Linked DNA regions of Gossypium hirsutum: region 1 is linked to region 2. Evidence: chromatin contacts called from public Hi-C data. All regions are on one chromosome and are shown on one strand. The core of a region is the stretch at or near the end of the contact, and the rest is flanking DNA. Distances in the headings are between cores, read along the strand shown.

Evidence for each region. A called contact is a pair of places that touch in the nucleus more often than the background predicts.
Region 1: a Hi-C map of leaf shows a contact between it and region 2, with 2.6 times the contacts expected there. The contact joins the promoter of LOC107897055 here to the promoter of LOC107950810 in region 2. A contact is called at or near these places in 8 of 34 Hi-C or Micro-C datasets (callus, leaf and seedling).

What each region holds. Positions count from the first base shown.
Region 1 is chrA08:8,904,090-8,909,014 of Gossypium_hirsutum_v2.1, reverse strand. It overlaps LOC107897055 (cyclin-U4-1), which reads left to right and starts at 1,954. Exons shown (of 2, transcript XM_016822427.2): 1 at 1,954-2,779; 2 at 3,299-3,852. The coding sequence starts at 2,445. The coding sequence ends at 3,581. It overlaps LOC107896945 (pentatricopeptide repeat-containing protein At1g02150), which reads left to right. Exons shown (of 3, transcript XR_001684006.2): 2 at 1-196; 3 at 847-1,217.
Region 2 is chrA08:8,681,117-8,686,252 of Gossypium_hirsutum_v2.1, reverse strand. It overlaps LOC107950810 (FCS-Like Zinc finger 3), which reads right to left and starts at 1,552. Exons shown (of 2, transcript XM_016885765.2): 1 at 1,147-1,552; 2 at 664-1,055. The coding sequence starts at 1,259. The coding sequence ends at 893. LOC107950798 (ATP synthase subunit delta', mitochondrial-like) reads right to left here. Exons shown (of 2, transcript NM_001327581.2): 2 at 4,554-5,066. The coding sequence ends at 4,722.

The DNA of each region.
Region 1 (4,925 bases), core at 705-3,204, 220 kb before region 2:
ATTCGGAGGTGCTTCTCAACCAACTGCAGGGCAGTGCGTGATAACCTATTATTTAAAATCTATAAGTGCAGGGAAAGTTTTGTATCTATCTTATCATGGAAGTCATGAGTTAGCATATGCTCTGATGTTGGCAAGGAAAGTGAACTTATAGCCATTTCTCCCAACCATTTTGTGCAGGGGAAGATACACTTGGCAGGTAAAAAACTCACCTACATGAATTCTTGCTGGAGCCCTTTCCTTTGCCCTTGTTTCAAATGTATGAATTTTCCAATTTAAGCTGCTCAAGTGGCAAGAGTTTTCTTCCATTTGTGGAAGGGATATGGATAGTTTATCATTCTCATGACTTGGAATCCATAAACTGTTGCCATTGATAAAATCTTCTAGCACCTTAGGAATTTTCATTGAACATATCTGGGAAAGCTGATTGAACCTATATGTAGGGCTTCAAAATCTTAAAACTGTTTTGGTCCCAAGTCATACATCATTTATCAACTATAATTTTTTTTCTGAAAAAAGGAAGAGTTTTGAGGATTTTTTTATTAATGATTTTGTAAGACATTTTCAAGTTACTTTTATTTCGGTTTAAATCTCCAAAGTTGATTGATATCATCATTATGCTGAGATCTAAGTGAAAGTGCTCAAGTGGTTCTAAGGAAAAATATTTTTAATATCTGATGCTTTGATCATTGATGAGAAGTGAGAGCAAAGGTGGGTCAAATAGAAAAAAGAAAAAAAGAGAAAAAAAACGAATCCCAGTTTTGCAAGTTTCGTTGCTAATTTGATTATCACAAACTACAGTGTTTTGATGTGTAAAACAAAGTGGTGCATCATTTTTCTGTTTTCCAGCTGGAATATTTATATCAGGCTATACCCTCAATGAGCATTCATACATGGAAGAATCATATCATCACCACACACTAGATGATGTTTCAGAAGGTCAAAATTTTGACAAGTCCGTGAATCCAAACAAAAGCAGACAAATAAAGCAGACCCGTGGCCAGGGTAGTCTTCATCTTCTAAGTTATTGTTTTGTTGTTAATTTTCTGCACAAAAGTCATGCAACATCCCTGATCTAGTACAGAAGTTGCCAAGCATATCCTATGGGCTATTATTTGGTACTAAGTTTAAGAAGATAACATGTCTCTCTTTAGATATATTTAAAATTTTTAAAAAAATTAGGCACATGTTGTTATCTTTATAATTTATTCTTTCCACTACATACTCGTAATCCTGAATATATATATATTATAAATTGGCATCAAAATTCAAAACCCTGAATATATATTACAAATTAGTATCAAAATTCAAAACGTTTTAATTGAGTTTTTAAAGTATCAATTATCATATCAATCAAATCTTTTTGTTAATCTAATTATTAGCCTAGTCTTAAAATGATCAAATCTTCTCGTTAACCTAATTATTAGCTTAGTCATAAAATGAATATTTGAATTTGATGTGAAACATATTTAAAATGTATTACATTGATAGTTTGAATTTGACATGAAATATATAATTAAATTATAAATATATATATTTACCACCAACAACTTAATTCTAACATAATGACATGTTGGTTTTATTATTACTATTATTTAACATGACAAACTTAAGTTGCCATTACGATAAGAGTATATACTTTTATTTAGAGTTTGATCAGTATATTTTAAATATATTCAACTTTAAAACTAATATTTAACATCTAAACGAAATAATAAATTTACAAAAAGTAGTTATTTATTTAACACTACATGTAAAAAATTAATGAAGTTTGGAATTAATTTAAAGTTGAAGTCATGTTTGAGGATGTTTGGCATATAATATAATATATAATTTGTTATAGGGAAAGAGCATCCTAGAAAAGAAGGAGAAAAGCATAGGCCGAATACATGGTACCCATCCCAAAAAAACATAACAGATCCAATCTGCTTAGATTTGGAACACATGCTGCAAAGTGCAAGTATCTTTCAGAGACAGGACCCACAAATTACAATCAACATTTTCCCACATGAAATCACATGATGGCCATTGCATGCCATCACCACTACAACATTAGCTACAATTTAATCACGGGAAACCTTTCAAGCAAAATGACTTTAATCCCCAAATCAACCACCTTTCTCTTCCCTTTAGCACAAGTTTCCAAATTTTAATATCGATTTGATGATGTATTTTCTATATGAAAACAACACATTTTAACCTATTAATTTCACCTTCACCTCAAAATCAAGTCATATAGAGTCATTTTCAATAAATAAATACCTTTGAACTTGTGTACCAGCCTCTTATTGGTAAAATCCCACGTTTCTTCACCAAATGGGTACTCCTTTCATTGAAAATACCTACCCTTTAACGACCACCTTACCTGTTTTATAAATATTTCACCTCAACCAGAGAAGCCACGCAACACATTCAACTCTTTTCTGGTCCTAAAAACCTTCTCAGCCATGGCAGAGCTAGACAACCCAAATGTGATGTCAAATCTCATAACTTTCTTGTCTTCTCTCATCCAAAATGTGGCTGAATCCAACGATCTAAACTGTGGGTTCCAGGCTCAGAAGATTTCAGTTTTTCATGGCCTAACAAGCCCAACCATCTCCATTCAAAGCTACCTACACAGAATTTACAAGTACGCCAATTGCAGCCCCTCTTGCTTTATTGTTGCTTATGTTTATCTTGATCGGTTTGCTCAAAGGCAACCCTCCTTGCCCATCAATTCTTTCAACGTTCATCGCTTGCTTATTACGAGTGTGATGGTTGCTGCAAAGTTCATGGATGATATGTAAGTGTTCTTAACTTGTTTGTATAAATCACTCAAAGAATTATTGGATTTCATTTATGGGTTTTGGGTCTTTAGATACTTTGATCTCTTCCATGTTCTTTGAATTATGACTGAATTTAAGCTCTTTTTTTTTTTTGGTTCTTTTCTTTTTGACCTTTTCCCCCTTAGTTGAAGTCAAATGATTAGATATGGTGGAATTGTAGAGCCATTGAATTTGCCAGAAGAATGATTTCTTTGCCGTTCCAACAAATTGTAGGCATGTGAATCCTGGCTGTCCTTCTGACAGTCAGAAAACAATATATATATATACACACACAAAGTTGTTTCTGCAAAGAAGCCTATAATTGAAGTTCAGTGTGATAGGCCAACCTGTTCATTTTTTTGGTTCCTTTTGACCATACACTTCAAATATTCTGGAAAAAAAGAAAAAGTAAGACAAGTGGATAATACACTTTTAATATTCTACCAAAGTACCAAACATTGAGTTTGACCTGACTTTTGGAACATTTATCTTTGTAGGTATTACAACAACGCTTTCTATGCAAAAGTAGGAGGAATCAGTACAACAGAAATGAACTTCCTTGAAGTGGATTTTTTATTTGGGTTGGGATTCCATTTAAATGTAAACCTCAAAACCTTTCACACCTACTATTCCTACCTGCAAAGACAGATGATGATGATGTTGCAACCTCCACCACCAAGTACTGCACCAGAATCCTCTATAGAGTCCACATTGAAAGTCCATTTGTGCTTTAGTGACGAGGAATCCACATCTCATCAAAAGGAACAACTAGCTGTTTAAGGCCTTCAATTTAGTGTTTAGCTCTCAATGTCGTTTCAATTTTGGCGTTTTCTTGTGGATTTCCCTTTTTTTTTTTTGGGGGGGGGGTGGTTGGATCTCAAATTGTTTATGCATGTACAGATACTGGGAGTTGCTTTCTTTTTTACAGCCTGGCTATATACATATATGTAAGTCTTTTTTTCTTTCTTCTGAATTTATTACTCCTGCTTTGTTTTGATTCATGATTGTGGCCTTTTTTTTTTCAATGATGAGGAAAATTGTAAATTCCTTTAACACGTTGTAAGGTTCATTTTCATTGATGCTCCTCATTTTCCTCCCAATTCTAGTTATAGTAAGGGAGTAATTTTGATTGATACCACATGCCGTTGTTCACGTTAAGATTCTCAAGTATTAAGACTTTGGGTTTAATACTTTGGGTTGAACAAAGAATGAAAGAAAAATATGCTGCTTTAAAAATTCTTTTGGGAGAATTACCATTTTGAATTTAGATTTCGAATTAATTGTTGGAATTATTTTAAAATTTAATTTTTTTAACTTTATTAGGGTGATATTCAAATTAATCCAATAATAATTTCAAGTTCAAGTTAAAATTAATATATATATAACATGTGCAATCACATTTACAAGCAAGGTTGAGTGGCTTAGGATACTTCTCTCTTCGATGGCATGGGGAAACGAATTTAGCATAGCTTAGGGTTTAATGCTAGGCTAGTCTAGGGACAGTCGGCCCACCAATACTCCAAATCTTTAGCTAAGGTGGTCTCATCTTTCCAGTAGTGAAGAGCACAAGGTTTTGTTTTCCAATGGTTTTGTGATATAATCGGGTTATCTCAATCTTCTTCGTTTCAAGTAAATCACAAATATTTATATAAAAGATTAAAATCCACTTCCATATTATTTTTTTTTGCAAAATACCCTTTTGCTAATTAATTCTTCCAAAAATAAATCATGAATTAAATTTTTTTAGTAATGCTTAATAAAATTAGGCCAGTGAAAAAGATAATTGACAAAAAATAAAATATAATTGCAACAACGACTCTCTTTCGTTAACGCAAATTATTAGTTGACTGATTTAATTATTAATAATGCTGGCATGGTTAACGGCAACCAATAGAAAATGGCACTTGACATTATTCTTAAGCTTTCTGGAAATCTCATTCGAATTATCTTGTCATTGGTGATATGATTGTAGGTTTTGTTTTTGGGAGAGTTTTAATTTGGTTAGCACCACCTCCTCAACTTGGATTCAAAATGGGTGGAGCCAAAACAGGAAGTTTGAAAATACAAGATTCCTTTGTTGATTAGCCACAAACTTTAACTCCTTGAAGTTATTCATTTAAGTAT
Region 2 (5,136 bases), core at 303-2,802:
GACTCAGAAAGCCAATTATTGATATTAAATAAATAAATAAAACTAATCATTTGAACTCATAATGAACTAGAAGAATGGAACAAAGATGAAGAATGGCTTGCAGCTGTATAATGTATGCCCTCCTCCTCTGTTTGGGAGCCTAGAAAATATTTCCATCTCTCTGCTCGACAAGTTGTGTTTTTCTTGAGTTCTTGACGATATTTAAGTTCGTCTATTGCTATGGAAAAATGAAGCTAATTTATTCCTTTTGTAATTTGCTAAAGAAGAGATGCCTTCGAACTATCATGGAAACTAAACGATTCAATCAGGGAGGGTCCATTCAGTACAGAATAAAACAAAAAGTTCTTTCCAGCTCCAACTCTGGTCCGAAATTTACAGGAAATCGGTAAAATATGATTTTCCCCCTTAAAGCTATTGCCCAACACTCAATATACTGTTCAACCATGTCCACATTCATTGAATTAAGCACATACTGATAAATCGGTTTTTTTTTTTTCCTTCTTGCCCTTATTCCCCTTAAAATATTATATATCCATTTGCTTAATGAAAGGGTCAACATGTTAGAACGAATGGTATGATCTCCCGCAGACAGATTGGTCGGGAAAGACTAAAAGAGGGATCTTTGGAACTTGAATGCTTCAAAAATTTCAAGAATACCAGAAATTATAAATCTTTGCACATTTTCCATTAATGAAAACTGCACATCCGATACCCTCCCCTTATAAACATCCACTCCTCTCAAACATCATACCCAATAATAAAACGAAAATACAAAATTCCATTGAAGGTTTCTTTTTTTTTTCCCATTCTTGTCCCGATCTTGTTTTTTCGTTTTTTTTTTTCAAAATTGATGATGATACAATTATCATTTAAAGAAAAAAAGAAGATGTAATTACGACACCGTAACAATGCCCGTCCGAACAGTTTTGTTGGGTGTAGAGCTCTTTGAATCCGATTTTCTAAGAGATCGGCCAGATTTCAATTTCTTTTCTCTGGCTTCATCGATCTCCATCTGTTCTTGTCTACACTCTTTGCTGCAAAACGGTGTATTCCCTCTGCAATTTAAAAATAATAATAACCATCAGAAAACAAGATTCTTTCATAATCAAATCCGGTTCAAAATACAAAATACAAAATTCAACCAACCTGTACATGAAAATATCGGAATTATGAAGCGATTTGCCGCAAACGGAGCAGGCATCCAGATAATGAGCCTCGTAGTGATCTGGGCACCCTGAGTAATAATAATAACCCGACATATTAGTCGCTTGTTTAGAGTGGCCGGAACTGAAAAAGGTTGGAAGAGAGTGTTGTGAGTTGAGGGAGGAAAAGCAGTTGAGGGTTGGCAGCTATATATAAAGAAAGCGTCAGCTTGTAGCTTAGATTTTGACTCGGTGCAATCAGGTAGTACAGGGACTACTGTAAGACTATGTAGCCCCAAAATGGACAGGTGTGTAAATTTGATTGGTGATGTTGTAAAAGTAAGTGCATTATGATACGCACAAATCCAAGGGCGGTATTGGAAATGAAAAGCGGTATTATAAAAATGCTTGATTATTGATACGCTATCTTTCTTACTTTCTGCCAAAGTTATTTATTTTATATTTTTAATTAATTAAATAAAGTGAGTTGCTTTTTCTCTCTCTGATGATTACGAATAAGAATCAAATTTTATTTTTTTTAATATGCCAGGTGTCTGTTTTTAACTAATTACTGGTTTAGGGTTACCGATGAATATTATTTTAATCTTTTTTCAAGTCACCATTGTGGTTTTGGTTCAATGAACTCAAACTCTGCCGTACGTAGTGTTGGATCTTTGGGTGGAGAGCAAAAACACGTGCCACAATCAAATGAAACTTTGTGGCAAATGATGTCCGTAACTACATTTGTCATTTTACGATATGGTCCATGTTGTGTTTATGCCATGTTTTTTTGGCTTCTAATTTCATTATCAATATTTATGAAAATCGAATTATTAAAAAAACTGATTATAAATCAAAATAAAATGATCAAATTCTCCAATAATTATAAAATAATAATTTTTTTGTGTACATTAATAAGTTATCAACTTACGCCAATAGAAGGGAAAAAAAAAGTTGTGGGCGGTTCCTGAATTCTCCAGAGGAAGGAGGACCAGTTGTTTTTTGGCTGGTTTTTTTTTCCAACTGGGATTGAGAAATTGGTAGGGTCCACAAGTAGAGGAAAACAAAAACCGAACTAGGAGCTGAGTAGACGTAGGCCCCACCGATGGAACACAACCCGACAAAAACATCGAAGAAGGGGGCCCACCTGACTCATCATCTTGCTGGCTTTATTACACCTAAAGGTCCATGCATGCTGCCCGTGAAACCCGGGCAGCGTCCCCCAACGTTCTACCATTCCATTGCCCGTGTACGTTGCGTCCCGATTCGATCGCCAGCGCAGCACCATAGAATTATTTGCCGCATCATACGTGGCGGATGTAGGAAAAATGATACTGATTTATTGTAGCGGTCAGGATTGAGATCAAGGGCTTATGAGTTGGTGGTGGTGGTGCTCACGGTGGAGTCGTCGCCATAGTGGGAATCAATTATTGAGTGGGGGCGGGATGTGGACCGCTTGCACATGCTTGTTCCCCCTACTTTGGAGCTCCACTGTAGTAAATGCTCTTTAAATTGACTAGTTTAAGTATCAGATCCCTTCGAATTTAGGTAATTTCAACTTTTTCTTTTTGGATGATTTCATATCAATTTTGTTTTAGATTTAAGTTATTTTATTTTGTATTAGTTTTAAATTTACGTCACTTTGTTTTCAATTATTTATAGTTTTGAATTTAAATCATTTTTTGATTTTATATTTAAAGTAGACTTTACTTATTAATTATCATTATTGATAAAAACTATCAAAAGTGATTTATAGCACATTCAATCACCGCTCTATCTAAATCTATAAGGACAAATCAGTTGTCCAAGATGACATATGATTCTATCTTCTTCTTCTCCATTCAATTTTACCTTGAGCTGTTTAATTCGTATAAAAGGGGAGGGATTGTTTTTTCGTAGAAATAAGAGTATGTCCAAAAGTAACGTCTAACCTGAGCTTCCAACTATTGTAAGAAAAGCAGTCCAAAAACGCAAAGGAACTAAGCCAATAATTTAAAAGTAGGATAAGAGATTGAATAAACTCAAGCTTTCAAATCAAAACTAACAGGTGGGATTTAAGGATAATGTTTTTCTTTTTCTTTTTTTCAGAAAGAAAAAATGCTTTTTTTCCTTTTTTTTTAATGCGATATTTAATGAAAAAAAAAAGTAAAAATTTATTTCCAAAAGGTAGAGTTTGAATTTCAGTGTATACAGAAAATTGAATTCAATTTAATTTAATTATTTAGTGGACATTATGCAAATGAACAGATAAATTCATCCTGTTGCCTTGCATTCATCACTATCATTGTAATAAGGTTTTGTTTAAATCATAATAAAATATCACTTCGCCAATAAAATCACATTATTTTTTTCATTACATCATGCATCCACTTTTTAAATTTGTGGTAATCAAATTTAACTTTTTGTACCCATGCCAAAATTAACATCTTTATAAAATATTTATTGGGTTCAATTTTATTATTTTTACTATTAATTTATCTACCATGCATAAAATATATAGATTAATTTAGATGGGTAAATTTAGTCGCTTAAAAATTTGAAAATAACCTAATTTAGTTAAACGAATTTAATAATTACCGTGGTCAACAACAAAGTTTACAGACTAAAAAATAAACAAATTAAAGTATAGAGACTGGAATATGGTATTTAAGGGATGTAAAACTTTTTCTTTGAAAAAAAAAACTAATAGTAAGTATAGCTTTAAATTAGAGAAGTTATAGCACTGTATTTAATAATAAAAGTTGACTGTAACGTGATTAATTCCAAAGCTAAACAATTAGCAAAAAATTTCTCACTAAGTATTCTTTCTTAAAAGGAAAAACCCCCCAAGTGCAACAACACAATATAAAAAGCAATCTGACTAGATGCTATGCAAGCTCAGGAATTTGTTTAATCATTTATTGGATTTGGAAGTAAAAAACACCTTTTTCTCGTTTTTCGGAGTGACGATGATTCTTTTCTTTATTTATGAAATATATAAAAGTTGACATGGCAAGTACTCCTTCAAGTTCCAAGCTTTAATTTTAAAGTCATAACTTGGATGATCACCGGACAACAAATAGCCCATAATACATCATCACCTTCGACTCCTTTTGAATCGAGTGGTAAAAAATTTAATGCCTTTAAGCAAGATTCCAAATTTAAGTTTTTTTAATTAAAAAAAAAAACAGTACAGAAAGAGCTTACCCTCCGTCTGACTTGATTCTAGATTTAATCAAAACCCAATGTGGCAAACGGATACCAAAGTGTGTCAGACCAAAAAGAACACACCACCTACATTTTTATAGATGCTAAATATTAGTGCTGAGATCTTATGAAGTGATTTTCTCTGTTATATTAATTCCCTTAGCTTTAATCCCTGGCCGTTGCTGCTTTTATGCTACTACCACTAATACTAGTGTATTTGATTATGTATCAAATCAAAATCTCCGGTTTCCTCTTTATTAATCAAGCAGTATCTCTTTAAATATTCAGAACAAATAGAACCACCGTATTCAGAATAACATCAGCTTCCATGAGATAAACCTAAAAGAGAAGGGGACAAATGGACTAACCAATGAACATAATGGCAAACAACGGTTAGCCTGTGAGAGCTGAGTTAAGTGCGCTATGAACATCAATCCCAATCTGTGCTTCAGCTTTCTCCAATTCAGTTGTGGCTGAGCTCAGCTTTTGGGTGAAATCTGCAAGCCCTTTCTGGACAAGATTTGCATCGATCTGATCGAGTGGCACTGCCTCGACAGCAATTATATCTGCAAATGAGTTGGCATGGATAAAAACAAAACCGCTGCTGACAAAATACTTTGTAGTTTCACTTCCTTCATGCACTGACAGCACACCAGGCTTCAATTCTGCAATTGTTGCTACATGTCCTGGAAGAACACCCATCTGCCCGGTTGTGGCTGGTACTATAACCATGTCAACCTGGACACAGGGAGTTCAAGATTTAAGAGATTCATCTAAAGAGCAACATATAGTCAATGATTTCAGACAT